Regions from separate parts of the Zea mays genome. Here region 1 is linked to region 2. Evidence: chromatin contacts called from public Hi-C data. All regions are on one chromosome and are shown on one strand. Each heading gives the region's core, a stretch centred on a gene start, on an enhancer-like site or on the middle of the called end of the contact. The rest is flanking DNA. Distances are from core to core; before and after follow the strand shown. Region 1 holds the start of LOC100383276. Region 2 holds the start of LOC100273319 (myosin heavy chain-related).

Region 1 (6,805 bases), core at 3,747-6,246, 520 kb after region 2:
CTATTGCTTTTTTCCTTTTGTTATATACAAAAAACACGGGAAACATCCAGAGTGATCAACACTGATGCTCTACAGGGAAGGATTGATGTCATACAAGCAATTCATTCAGGAACTTGAAGATGACGTTTCACCAGTTGAAGCTCAAAGCAGGTTGTGTACCAGACCTTCCTTTTTTGTACTGTATTTTTTGGCAGGCATACCGTATACGTTTCTACCGCAAATAAATTTTCTCCCCTTTAATCAAAAGAATCAATCTGCTGTGTGTGGTACACTTGTTGTATGGTTGATGTGGAATGCGCATTTCTGCTGTGTGTGGTTCACTTTTTCTATGGCTGATGTGAAATCCAGTTTGACGTTTTAGTTGATCCTATTTATTCATAGATACGAGGGGTACAAGTCAGAATACATCACAACTCAGAAGAAAGCATACTTTGACCTCCATAAGAATGAAGATTGGTAATTGTTTTTTATATTACACTATGATATATCTAATATCTTCTTATTTTTTCAACAACTTATTAATTTTGCATCTTTTCTTGTAGGTTAAGAAATAAGTATCATCCTTTGATATATCTTCCTATTTTCTTCAATAACTTTTTAATTTTGCATCTTTTTCTTGTAGGTTAAGAAATAAGTACCATCCTACAAACCTTGAAAATGTCATTGAAAGGTTTGCTACTTTCTTAGTCTATTTCTGTCGTCTTCATGATGTACTGGCATTTTTTCAATGCATTTTCTTTAACGTTCCTGCCATCTTAGCTATCACTACCCTTTATTCAAACAGAAGGAATGAACTGGCAAGAACTACTGCAAATGATTTCTTCCTAAAATTGCAAAGTGGAGATCTGGACATGTGAGATGCTCTCTCTCTTACACACACCATGCGCACGCACGGCGCACAAGGACACACACACCTGCACTCATGATGACTCTCTCACTCACACACAGGTCACCCAATAACACGCGCACACACATGCATTCATTAAGAGTGTGTATTAATTATTACACTTTTTTGTACTGCATAGCGGTCCAGGTTTGACGGGTTCGGCAGTGAGCAAATCAGGAAATAATAGCAGTAAAAATCTAGATGCTGTGGAAGGGGATGGTAAAAAGGGAAAACATGGAAAGGGTTCTGATGATTCATATTATGCTGCTTCCAAGGCTCACCCAGTTAGTTCCGAGGTTCGTCGAATTCGAATTGACATTGAGCAAGCTCAAGTTCTCATTCGTAAACTTGATTCTGAGAAGGGTATTGAAAACAACGTTCTCTCAAGTAGTGACCATGAAAAGTCAGACAGGGATAAGTCACATGGTTCAGTGGGGCCAATTGTTATAATACAAGGATCATCTACTGTGAAGGGTCTTGAGGGTGCTGAGTTGCTGGACACTCTTGTTACTTATTTATGGCGTATCCATGGTGTGGATTATTATGGTATGTCTGAGACAAATGAACCTAAAGGCCTAAGGCATGTGAAAGCTGATGCAAGGACATATAATGGGGCTAGCTCAAATGGTGCTGAATGGGAGAATAAACTTGATTCATTCTGGCAAGACAGAATTCAAGGTCAGGATCCATTAGAAATGTTGAAAGGAAAGGAGAAGATTGATGGAGCTGCTACTGAAGTCTTGGATCCATATGTGAGGAAAATAAGGGATGAGAAATATGGGTGGAAATATGGATGTGGAGCCAAGGGCTGCACGAAACTTTTCCATGCCGCTGAGTTTGTCCAGAAGCATCTTAAACTGAAGCATGCAGACTTGGTGGTTGATCTAACTTCAAAAGTGAGAGAGGATATTTACTTTGAGAACTATATGAAGTATGTTTCTGCAAACCCATTCTTTGAACTATTAAGTTAGCCAGGTTCAAAAATTGCAAGATGATTATGAGAAATTTTTATCTTGAATGCAGTGACCCAAAGGCGCCTGGTGGTACACCTATCATGCAGCAACCTGCTCCAGTAAGCCCCATTACTAAGTTTGTGTTTACTTGCAAATTATATTGTCTAACTGTTTGTACTGATCAATGTTCAGAGGGGAAAAGGCAGACAAAGGCCACCAATAGAGAGTCGGCTGAGGGATGAGCGTGGGAATCATAGGTTCGACAGGAATGTTGATTCACCAAAACGTGATGGGTCTGGTGAAAATCCCGATGATCCTATTTATGATTCGTTTGGTGATCCAGCTATGCATGGTGCCTTCCCTCCAGATATCCCTGCTCCCCCGGTTCTAATGCCTGTGCCTGGTGCTGGGTAAGCCTGCAACTTCTGCTTGCTGATTTTAAATTTTGAATGATCAACGATGTACTCATCCAGCTCATCTCCATGCAGTCCGCTCGGACCGTTTATTCCCGCACCACCCGAAGTTGCCATGCATATGTTGAGAGATCAGGGTGCGCCGCCACCTATTGAGCCAACCGGAGGTCCACATCCTAGGAAAGCAGGGACGGGTGGTGGTCCTTCAATGCGTGGCCCATCCCCAATCTTTGGCGCTCCTTCCCCTCATCATATGCATGATCCTCGCAGAATACGAAGGTTAGTATTTACTTGTCTATCTCAAGTTTCTTTGCACTTTGCACTGCGTTTCTCATGATCATGAAGTCATCACTCTTTGAATAAAACAATTCATTTGCCACATTCTGAGACGAGGCCTTTGACAGTGAGACAAAGCAATGCGTAACTGTTTATCCGTTGCCAACTTAAGTTTGATATCATTCTGTTTTACATTTTGCCTTGATTTGTATATTGGGAGCCTCCGGACCTCACTCATGTGGGAGACTCTGGTAGTAGGTCTGTCCTTGGTTTTTGTTTTGGCCATTTCTTGTGAGTTTGAGTACCAAATTTGAACACTTGACTGTAAAATTTAAGCTGATCGGCTGATTAAAACTCCTGCTTGCTGCCACTGGAAAATGTTCTAGTTGAAGAATGGTTGGAATTTTGGATTATGGGACTCTGTTCGCTTCTGATTGCTGCAGCAACCGCTGCGGCATTCATTCAGCAGCAGCTGTTGCCTCACTTTACAACCCAAGCAGCCGCAGGAGCTTTGGCTGTGCAGCCATCTCTACCGACACTGCTATCTGCAGTCCTAGTCGTTCTCAAGTCTCAACCATGTTCTAGTACTTCTGCAACCATATTATGATCGTGTGGAATATGGCCAGTTTATAACAAATGCTTGACTAGGACGTACGTCTTTCCAGATACCTAGCGATGCAAACATTTCGTCTGTTTGGTACACCCTCTCACCAGTTCTTGACCTCACCGTGCTTGCAGCTACCAAGACCTCGATGCTCCGGAGGACGAAGTGACTGTCATGGACTACCGAAGCTTGTAGACTTCCTCCAGTTCTTGTGCATCCAGATACCTTTGTAGTCAACATTTTTAGCGCGAGAGAAAAACACCTTGCTCTTTCTAGAATCGCCGCGGAGGAAACCCCGGCAGGCTTTTTGTGTCGCGACCACTGAGATGTCAGCTTCTCAGTGTTTTGTAAAACGAAACACAGGAAGTACATTACAACTTCTCCCCATTAAACAAGGTGAAAGATTTCCATCAGTGTTTTGTTTTTTTGGTCAGCCCAGCATTGATGTACATGTACGTACCTTGGCAAATAGGGCGGGGGTTCGTTTGTCGCTGCACATGCAAATGGCAAGTGGAGTCGACTGGTGTCTGCTCTCGCAGTTTATTATATTCTGTGCCTGCCTGGAGCTGTTTCCGGGAATTCTTCATTTCTTCCCCGTGACCGTGATCCTGATCCGTGGGAGCTGGCAAGCATGCTGGTCCAGCTCGTGGACGGAAACTGTTTGGAAAGCTCCAGCCCCTGGACCTGGACCTGGAGCGCTGAGCTGGACGGGTGGACCCCAGATCCGGTCCAGTCTGTCTGTATCTGCTCACCCAATCTGGACAACACGTGGAAACACACTGCTGAGTGCTGACTGCGATGTGCGATCGCATCGCATGCATGACCCAGCGACGGTCGCGGGGGCCTCAATCAACACGGCGAACACGAAACCCAGCGGATGACAGATGCGCCGGAACGGGCGTGCCGCGCCACGCTTCCTTGCTGGCCAGCGGCGGCGAGCAGCCGGCGGTGGTCGCTGTCGGCCACCCACCGCCGGAGCCGGAGCTCTCGCTCTCGTGCCCCGGCGTGCAAGTAAATCCGTGACCCGTGAGAAAGGGAGGCGGGCGAGTACTATGATTGGGCGGCAGGGCGCTGTACCCGTACTGAGGGAAGACGAGCAGGAGCATGTGTGCGGTGGTGTGTGACCGAAGAGCCCGGGTTTCCGGCGAAGTGAGTGGCACGCGACGTGGACCGGACCGGAGCGGGATCCTGGACGGATCGCAAGCTGGACCCAGTAATGACCGTAATACCGTATGCTGCTGCTGCTGCTGCTTCCTCTTCAGCATTCCTTTTGTCGCCTGACCGATCGTCTATACATCGTATTGATATGTCATAGTACGTGACTGTTGCCGGTGCATGCAACTCCTTTTTTCGTTCTTTCTTTTTGATATATCGCGGGAGATGAATCCTGCTACGTGCTACTTGGACATGACAGTAGTGCCATGTCTGTGGTTCGCATCGATCGAGTTGTATCCTCATGCTCCACTGCTCCAGTATCCCATTATCCTTTTGGGTCCCGTCTGTGAATGAATCCATCGAGCTGCGTCTCCATTTCAAACCTGTCAGCTAAACCCGCCGCGCCAAGCTTGACTCGAGTAATCCGCAGCGTCCGATTCCGATCGTTACTTCCCGCCGGACACGGATCACTGACCGGTGGGCCACCTCCACGTCTGGACGAGCTCCCACGGTCCTGGCCATGCGCGGGCCCATGTGGCAGCGTGATGCGCCGCAAGAAGCTTCCACGAAGCTTCATGGCCGCTACCGCCTCGAGAACAAGTCCCCATTCCCGACCGCAAAAGCGGGCCGAGCCGAGGAAGAAGAGAACAAAACGAAACCCGAAGCTTTTTCCCCCATTCTTCGCTGGATATACAGGAGGATTTTCAGAGTCAGGGAGGTGAGGGAGAGAGGGCGAGGCAACTGTGTGTGTGTGTGTGTGTGTGAGCAGGCCCGCCGAGAAGAACCTTCGCGACGCCGAGGTGAGCCGCGACTGGGTTCCCGCCGGCCCCACCTGGCGTCCCCAGCGATCTCGTGGTGACGTCTGTGTGGCGCGCAGGGGTCGGTCGCGCGCGGGCGCTCGTCGGTCGGTCGGTCGGTCGGTGTCGTCTCTCCTGCGAAGGTGCCCCTGGCTGCTGCTGCCGGGGTGGTCTGATCGGGCATGGCGCAGGGGAGTTCGCCGCCGCCGCCGGAGATCCGCTCGCCGGACGAGCGGGCCGCGGCGGAGGACCCCGCCGAGGCGGAGGCGGGGGAGGTGGTCTTCGACGACGCGTTCGACATACCCCATAAGAACGCTCCGCACGACCGGTTGCGCCGGTGGAGGGTACGCGATCGTCTCCCTCCTCTGACTGTCTCTGTTCCCTTCGGATTTGGATCTTCGGTTGGCCTGTCGTGCCCCGGGGATCTGGGTTGCGTCCTCCGTGTGGTTTACCTCGATTTGGAAATCATTAGTGCGTATGCCGTACTCTAACCGTTTGAGTGTTCTCGGAGAATAAAATAAGTATACAGCCATTGTCGGTATGATCGTGACTGGGGTGTGGAGTTCGGAGTGTGGTTGTGGAGGCGTCGTTTCCATTTTCGAGGCTCCAAGCGTTCTGCCGCACGGAGAGAAGGGGAATTGCGAATGTGTGACGAGCATTTCACTGAAGAGTTATACTCCAGTGAAATGTCCCGATGCTTTGATTCGGGGGTTCAGCAGCCTCTTTTCTCCTAATGACATGCGCACTGTGCTTGTTTTCTTTCTACATTCCTACAAATGCATTGTGGATCGTGGTCTGTTTGCGGACACAACACACAATGCCTGATCCTGCCACTTTGCGCAAATTCATGTAGCCACAGAGTTTTCCAAACATTGATGCTCTTATGCAGACGAGGATACTGTCTGTAGCTTGGCTGGATTATCCCGTTGACATGCTGGGGAGATTATTAAAAGAAGCAGGCATCAATTTTATGGCAATGAGATACTAGTTGTTTCACTTATTATTACTTATTAATAGTTCAAAGTTGCTTATGTGAGATTTTTTTCATGGTAAAGCTGAAGTTTGGCCTTTGGTATACAGAAGTTTGCTGTGTCTGTGTATAGTGGATGGACACAAGCTTCTACTGTTGAGTTCTGACAAATATGGTTATTCTCTTCATTTCAGCAAGCTGCTCTTGTTCTTAATGCTTCACGACGTTTTAGATATACTCTTGACCTTAAAAAGGAGGAAGAGAAAGAGATTATAAGGAGGAAGATCCGGTCCCATGCGCAAGTTATACGGGTACTGTGTCATCTGCTTACTGAGATACCACATTTTTTTTCGTTTCATTATTTTTGTATTCTGAATTTGTATTCTCCAGGCAGCATTTCTTTTCAAAGAAGCTGGGCAAAAAGATATCAGAGGTACGACTGCTACTTCATAGATATTTAACCTCTGTTTTTGTGTTCATTTTTATAGAAACATGTTACTATTATGCCATCAATTATCATCCCATCCTTATAAAGGCTAGTGCCTAGTGATAAAAAGGGCAACAAATTTATGTTTTCATTGTTCATTTTCAAAAACTATAGCATCTTCCCTGGTAGCAATGCACCTAAGAGCACAGTTCTATATAATATAGAATTAAATGCTTCGGTGGCCTCTGAACTTGGCAAGGAATGCCACTTAGGTCCACAAACTTTAAAAATGTATTTCTAGATCCTTGCTTGAACTTGTTAGGT
Region 2 (7,496 bases), core at 2,889-5,388:
CAGCTCGGGCAAGCTTCGCAGTGAAGCAACCTTGGCCAGATCGCCTCACCAACCGACCGTATCGCAGGCGCATTCAATGCGAGGATCGCCTGACACCTTGTCCTGACACACGTGCCTCAGTCAGCAAGGTCGAAGTGACCGCAGTCACTTTCGCCCTTCCACTGACCGACCTGACAGGAAAACAGCGCCGCTCGCCCCTCTCCGATTGTTGTGCCACCCACCAGGGTGAGGCTAACAACGGCTAAGTTCAGCCTCAGGCGCAACAGGAAGCTCCGCCTCGCCCGACCTTGGGCCTCGGCTTCAGAAGGAGGTCTCCACCTCGCCTGACCCCAGGGCTCGGCCTCAACCTCGGCCTCGGAAGGTGGTCTCCGCCTCGCCCGACCCCAGGGCTCGGACTCAACCTCGACCTCGGTAGGAATCGCGTCCTCGCCCGACCCCGGCCTTAGGAGGAGTCTCCGCCTCGCCCGACCTTAGGCTCGGATCGACCACACCACGGGGGGGGGGGGGGGGGGGGGTACATCATTACCCTACCCCTAGCTGACTCAGGCTACGGGGGAACAAGACCAGCGTCCCATCCAGGCTCGCCCCGGTAACAAGTAATGATGGCTCCCCGCGTGCGTCCATGACGACGGTGGTTCTCAGCCCCCTACGGAAGCAAGGAGACGTCAGCAAGGTCCCAACAACCCCGACAGCTGTGCTTCTACAGGGCTCAAGCGCTCCTCCGACGGCCACGACACCACGTACACAGGGCTCTAGCACCTCTCCGACAGCCACGTTGGCGTGCACACAGGGCTCTGGCACCTCTCTATCGGACATGTTAGCGCATAGCTACACCCCCATTGTACACCTGGACCCTCTCCTTACATCTATAAAAGGAAAGTCCAGGGCCCTCATGCGAGGGAGGGGAGGAGGGTGGTCGCGCGGGAGGACGGGCTGACGAACAGGCTCGCTCTCTCTCTCTCTCCCTCGCGAGCGCTTGTAACCCCTACTGCGAGCGCATCCCCTTGGCGCAGGATAACACGAGCCACGTTTCCCCCCCTTGTGTTCCATCTCGCGCCAACCCATCTGGGATGGGACACGCAGCGACAATTTTACTCGTCGGTCCAGGGACCCCCGGGGTCGAAACGCCGACATGTTCTGTTTCTCCTTTCAGGCCTAACCCTATGCAGCAGCATATTCATCCAAGAAACCAACAACCTGTAACATATCCCTTATTATCCTACCCATTACAAACTTGTCATTAAAATTAAATTCAGTACTGACTAATATTATCTCGATCAATCTTCAAGGACATCGAGCTCGATTTGCTATGCCACAGAGAATGGTGCATGTGGACCCTTCTTCCTTATATGCATCAGGTGGTCTAAAGTTGGCTTTAACCTTTAGCCCACCTTACATTAGAGATTTGGACATCAAAAGAAAGCTAAAACATTCTAAAGCTTTTAGATCTCTAAGTTTAGAAGAGGGAGGCAAACATGCCCTAGAATATTGGAGATCGCAGCTACTGCTATCACCAAGTAACACACTAAGATATCGAAGACCGCAACTGCTGTTATCACCGTTTAAAGTACAGGATTCAGTGGTGGTGCTTTTGCTTCTACCTTAACAACTAAGATCTCAATCCATCTTAATTTGTCCAACCGAACTCTGAATGAAAAAAAGAATCGCATTTTTGGAATGATTGACGAGTTAGCACAATGCAGGTTCATAACCTTTGGTTATTTCCAAAATAAAGACTTGTATGTATGGCTATAACAATTTATACTTTTAAAAATGGATACTTATTGAGACCTGATAACCACATTTAGCTAGCTTAGCAGGAGGGAGCATGCTAACTCATAATGCCTTGTAATTACTGAATACTGATGAACCAGCGGAGCCATACCTCATTGACATCCTCAAGTAGCTCTGACAAACAAATTAGGGGACATGACAAACAAATTAGGGGACACTACTTCTGCGTATCTGCATAAGGGCCCAAGAGAGGTGGGGCCCGGCCATAGGAACGAAGCTCTCAGCTCCCACACCATGCACCAGTGAATGCGAGCAGCTGGTCTGGCCTTCTAGTAATCCGATCTGCATGCAGTGTGATCCAGGATTCACGTGGATAAGGATGAAATCAAGAGAGCACTAGCTAGGATCACACGCCAATAGCACAAGGAAGGAATGAGCAAGCGAACCTTGAGGAAAACATCGCCGACGAGCTTCTTTGTGTGGCTCTCCGTCGTTGGTCGCAACCCCCGCCACCGCCCTCACTCGTCGCACATCGCGCTGTGGTCACGGTCAGGGTTGCCCTTCCGTCCGATCGACCGGTCGAGCATGGGGCGATCAAGCAGGACTCGAGGAGGAGGTAGCGGATTTATGGCGACAGATCGAGGTAGCGAGGCCGAGTGTGGGTTGTTGGCTTGTTGCGCCCGTGGGCGTGGCAGGCGGGGGTGGGGGCGGGCGGAGGGATCATGAGCTAGAGGGGGAGATCGTGGAGGGAGTGGGTAGTTTGGAGGGAGATCGTGGGGGATTCCTTTGCGCGGGCGTCTGGGAGTGAGCGGGTGCTCCTGAGATGGCTAAGATCGATGATGAACAGGAGAGCACGGGACGGAGACGGCGCTAGCAGGAAGAGCTAGAGGGCGAGGGCTCGCTGGGCAGAGAAAGCAAAGGAGACTGACCCTAAAGCCAAGTTGGGTCAGGGTAAGAAGCGTTGGACCGCACCAAAGAAACACAGCCCACACGACCTATGTCGTCGTCACGGCTTACACATTTTTATGACCATACTGGCCCGCCAACATAGCTTCTACCGGCTTATAAGCCTTCCTTCTTCAGAGAAAGCAATCGTGGTCAAATGCTCCTGTCGGTGTCAAATTGAGGCAACTTTTTGCACGAGCAGACGTGGGTCCGGTGTGTGCAAAACTAAGGGTGACTGTCACGTGGGCGCCTGTAGTCTGCAATGTGGGCCCAACGTCCGGAGTGTGTGATGGCTTGCACGATAGGATTGGGGGATTTTGTCACATGGGACCGGAGTGCCCCAAGTCAGGAGTTGGTCGACGTCCCGCGTCACAGAATGTGATGGTTTGCCGGACAGCAACGACGGAGGAGCCATTATGGCTTAGTGTGGCATCAGCCATACCTTACTTTTAATAACTCTCATATCTTCTACTATAACAACAAAATAAGACGTGGTGTGGTGGATATTGTGTCTCTAATCTAGTAGCAGGTCTTGAGTTCGATTTATAATTCTTACAGATTTCATTTTTTACTGCCGGACAGGGATGGGGGCAAAACAGGAAATGAAAAAAGGCAGAACGACAGGGTACCCTTACCGCCTTAATAAGTAGTAGAGATATTTTAATTGCTTTATCATCTTTTTAAAGGCCCCTTTTATGTTATCCATGGTGGAGCGATTCAACAAGTTATTGAATTTTTGAAATAATTTTAATTTAATCATCCTTGTACCAGTCTTATATTTCATTCGTCCCAAATTATAATTCGTTTGATTTTTTATATCAAGTTTGATTGACTCGTTTTACTGTTTTATTTATTTTTCGAAAAATAAAAATTTAAAGCTATATTTAAATTATATTATATCTAAATGATATCATAGTAAAAAATAATATTAATTAAAAAATGTTTTGAATAGGATGAGTCGGCTAAATTTAGGGTAAAGGAGTCAATCAAACTATAAATTGATATAAATCGAAACGAAGGAAGTATAATTTATAATCGTACTTTTCTCCACGGAATACATGGAACCGATGGATCGACCGCCCAGGACACCGTCCCCGATCGTCACTGCCACGAAAACAATCACCTCAATGTCGTCGCCGATAACGGCACGCCACCTGACACTGACAGCGTCGAGGGCTCGAGGCGCCCACGGGTCCACGGCACAGTGAATCTATGCCCGTACGCGTACCCAATAGCTTTCCGCCACGTGCGTCCCCGCCCCGTGACCACGTGCCTCCGCCCCAGCGCGGCGTCGTAGAAAAAAAGATCTGCGCCCGAGCGCGAGTCTCCGAACGACAAACACGAGCGCGGGCGCGCACAAGTTCGCCAACCCCCACGCCCCACCCCCCACCCCCCGCGTGCTGCGCGTCGTTGGAACCAAGGATTGGATTAGCCTCGCCGAGGAGGAGGTGGTGGTCGGCGAGGGGCTCGCGGGGATGGGGATCTCGAGGCCCCTTGTGATGGCGATGGCGGTGGCGCTGCTGATCGCCGTCGCCGGTGCGACCGCCGAGGAGCAGGAGCCCCTGCTGGCGGCGGACGCGGTGGCCGGCGCGGTGGAGGCGGCGCTCGGGGAGGTGGAGACCGCGGCGCTCAGGGCCGAGCTGGGGCAACTCCGGGCGAAGATCTCGGCGCTAGGTCAGTGCCCAAGGCTTGAATCCACGGGGCGCGCTTGAATTTTTACACTCGGGATGTTTTGGCTTGGGACGGGTTGGTGGTGGGATCGTCGAGTCTGTGCCGCGCGGCTAGGTTAATTCGTGTTTTGTTTCACTGGATTGACGCCGCCCCGGCGAGCTCCGGACTTTAGGACTGCGACTTCGCGGTGGTTGGTGGGGGTTTAGCGTCTGCTTGCTTCTGGATGGCGACGGTGCGTGCGCGACGGTGCTCGATTCATCGACTTGCTCGGGATGCTGCGGAATTTTATCTGGTTCCCTCTTGCCGATTTCGACCGTGGGATGAAACAGAATTGGATAACTCACTCGTTTTTTTTTTTTTTGGGGGGGGGGGGGGGGGGGGGGGGACTGCTCCTTCTTAGGGAAAAATACAGCAGCGTCCTCTGTTGTTTGTTTACACCGTACCACACCCACCACTACTAGTAGCTTTGTTTCCTGATTGCCGTTTTTACTCTAATTACACGTAAGGTCCCATTTAGAGCAGGTTTAATAATATAGCTAACTGTCCGCTACAACTATAAGGATCTTTGCAGCTTATCTTGTAGCCGATATATAAAGGTTGGCCCTTTACAACTAATATATGGTCCATTTGTCTCTCAATTCTCAAATTTCTTGGTTCCCTTTATAAAGCTGGCTGGTAGTTTGTAGCCCACTTCTACACTCTATCCTCCTCTCTCTTCCATGTCAGTATTTAGCCGGCTTACAATCATCTATTATACTTGCTCTTACTACCACTGTACATTTATACAGTGGGCCATTGTGTAATTGCAGCTCTTGTGCTTCTGCCATGGATGGTGAACCACTGCCATAATTTTTAGGGCCTGCTTCATTGATGTGTACTGAAAATTCCAACCAACTACCCTTCACACAGACCATACTGGCTCGTAATCTTTATTGAATTGAATAGCCTGGGAAAGTCTTATCTATATTAATTGCAGCAAAACAGTAAATTCGTAGTGCTGTGAAGATGCCTGTACTACTGAAGAGTATAAACTCAAACTGTACCACGACATGGAAATAATATCTTCTCATCATGATCTCATTTCTGTCATAAGCTTTACTTTGCCACTTTGTCATTCTATATCTGCCTACCAAGTTAATTCCAATTTCGAGATCCCTCGGGAGCCATCATTATGTTTGTTTTCATGCCACAGAGTCAGACATAGAAGAGCGATCTCAAGAACTGAAGAATAAGGATGATGCCATCATGAACCTGGAGAAAGCCATTGAAGAGAAGTCAAAGGCTATTACCTCTATGCTGGACGAGATTGCTTCCCTCCAGGTATGCAATTTAAAACACAACAGCTAGCCTTAAAACACAACAGCTAATCCATGTACAGGCAAAAGGGTCTGTAGCTGCCGAGGAGCAGGCTAACAAGGCCAATGCCAAGGTTGTTGAGCTTGAGAAGCAGGTAACCATGCTAGCAATGTGTTTGGAATGTGCTAGCTATGTTTGTGATTTCTCATTTTATTTTTCTCCTGCTTAGGTTGACAAGATCAAAAAGGATATTGAAGCACAAAGCAGCCAGAAAGCAGCACTAGAGTATAGGGCCAACGATGCAGAGAAGAAGGTGGAAGTACTGAATGAAAAGCTTAATACAGTAAGTGCATAATCCGTCCTTGGAATAGTTGAGTGTCCTCTTTTAAAAAAAACTGGTGGTCGACTTCTTTTTAGTTTCATGTGCTACTGTAAGTGTATATGCCATCTGCCTTCCATTGCTCTAGTTGGCTATATACAAGCCTGCAACACATCCTTATGACACTAGTAGATCATTAAATTAGATATCTATACTAGAGTCTGAAGTCCATTGAAATTTTAAATTCTATTAGAGACATTTGGTGGAAAACCATTCAAACAAATTGACATTTTAGATGTTTGATTACATTAGTGTTATATTTTTTCCTTGCTAGATCCAAAAGGAAAGTGATGAGAAAAAACGCAAAATCAAGAAGACAGAACGTGCTCTTAAAGTCGCTGAGGTTTGCAATAAGTTTGTTTATTATTAATGCACTTGTGTCCTGGTTGTTGTGTGGTATATATTGTTACGTATTTGTTCGCTCACATTGTAGGAGGAATTAATGAGGTTGCAGTTAGAAGTAACTGCTAAATCAAAACAGCTGTCAGAGGTAAGGATATATTCTGTCACTATCATTAGTTGTACTTGTCGGTGTTTTGACCCGAGGATCCTACCAACTAGTGAATTAGTGCTGGGTGCCTAGATCCAGATGGGTGATGCAGGAAAACACAAGTCTTTATCCTGGTTCGGGCAAGAGAAGGCCCTACTTCTAGCCGAGGGGGGATGAGACTTATATTAATTGCACCTAGGTGCTTGTAGTAGGGGATACAAGCCGGTCGGGAGAGTGAGAGGTTCCCAAGTCCTTGGTGATTGAGGCGAGTGCCAATATCGCCGTGGAGGGTGAAAACCTGTGAAGTGTTCCCCACCCCCGAATGAAGCCCTGGACTCCTTTTTTATAACCTCAAGGAGGGTTCCTAAGAGCGCCACCGTTTGTCGTGTATGGGAGAGGAGACGAGTCTGAGCCCCTGTAGCCGGTATGGCCTTTGTACTAGCTATTGACTTGAACCAGGAGGAGGATGTCTGGTCCCTGTATTTGCATCTTGATCGAGCAGAGAGTCTAGGCCAGGATCTGGGGCTCGGACGCGTACCCGAGCTTGTCCGATGGAGGTGCTGTCCGAGTCGTAGTTATTGACACAGTGATAAGTATAGTGAAAAGCGCATGGTAATTCTCATCATATGGCGTAAAGCAGACTTGACGTTGGTCCTGTAGCCATCCCGTAGTCAGCGGCCTTCGTGGGGGAGTTGGTGGCGTCCTTTGGTCAATGTTATCTAGGCCGAGGCCAGGCTCGGGCGAGACGGAGGTTCCTCTCGAGGCCTTGGTCGATCCTGCCTCGGGGCATGCAGTCGTACAAGGAGGGGTTAGTGTAGTTGTCGGAGTGGCCTCCTGCGGGATTTGCGGGGAGTTGTTGCCGGGGCGGTTGGCCGAAGCCGAGCTCGGGCGAGGCAGAGTTTTCTCCGAGGCCGAGGCCAACTTTGGGCGAGGCGGAGTTCCTTCCGAGGGTGAGACCATGCTCTGACACACGCACGTCCC

Evidence for each region. A called contact is a pair of places that touch in the nucleus more often than the background predicts.
Region 1: a Hi-C map of leaf shows a contact between it and region 2, with 6 times the contacts expected there. The contact joins the promoter of LOC100383276 here to the promoter of LOC100273319 in region 2. A contact is called at or near these places in 2 of 25 Hi-C or Micro-C datasets (leaf and leaf mesophyll).

What each region holds. Positions count from the first base shown.
Region 1 is chr1:195,748,700-195,755,504 of Zm-B73-REFERENCE-NAM-5.0, forward strand. It overlaps LOC100383276, which reads left to right and starts at 4,997. Exons shown (of 34, transcript NM_001367907.1): 1 at 4,997-5,428; 2 at 6,249-6,365; 3 at 6,445-6,487. The coding sequence starts at 5,267. It overlaps LOC732796 (serrate RNA effector molecule), which reads left to right. Exons shown (of 12, transcript NM_001308505.1): 4 at 76-150; 5 at 382-456; 6 at 623-670; 7 at 785-853; 8 at 1,026-1,817; 9 at 1,910-1,958; 10 at 2,032-2,249; 11 at 2,328-2,531; 12 at 3,267-3,628. The coding sequence ends at 3,327.
Region 2 is chr1:195,231,717-195,239,212 of Zm-B73-REFERENCE-NAM-5.0, forward strand. LOC100273319 (myosin heavy chain-related) reads left to right here and starts at 4,139. Exons shown (of 14, transcript NM_001147760.1): 1 at 4,139-4,353; 2 at 5,543-5,670; 3 at 5,729-5,800; 4 at 5,876-5,989; 5 at 6,300-6,368; 6 at 6,459-6,515. The coding sequence starts at 4,155.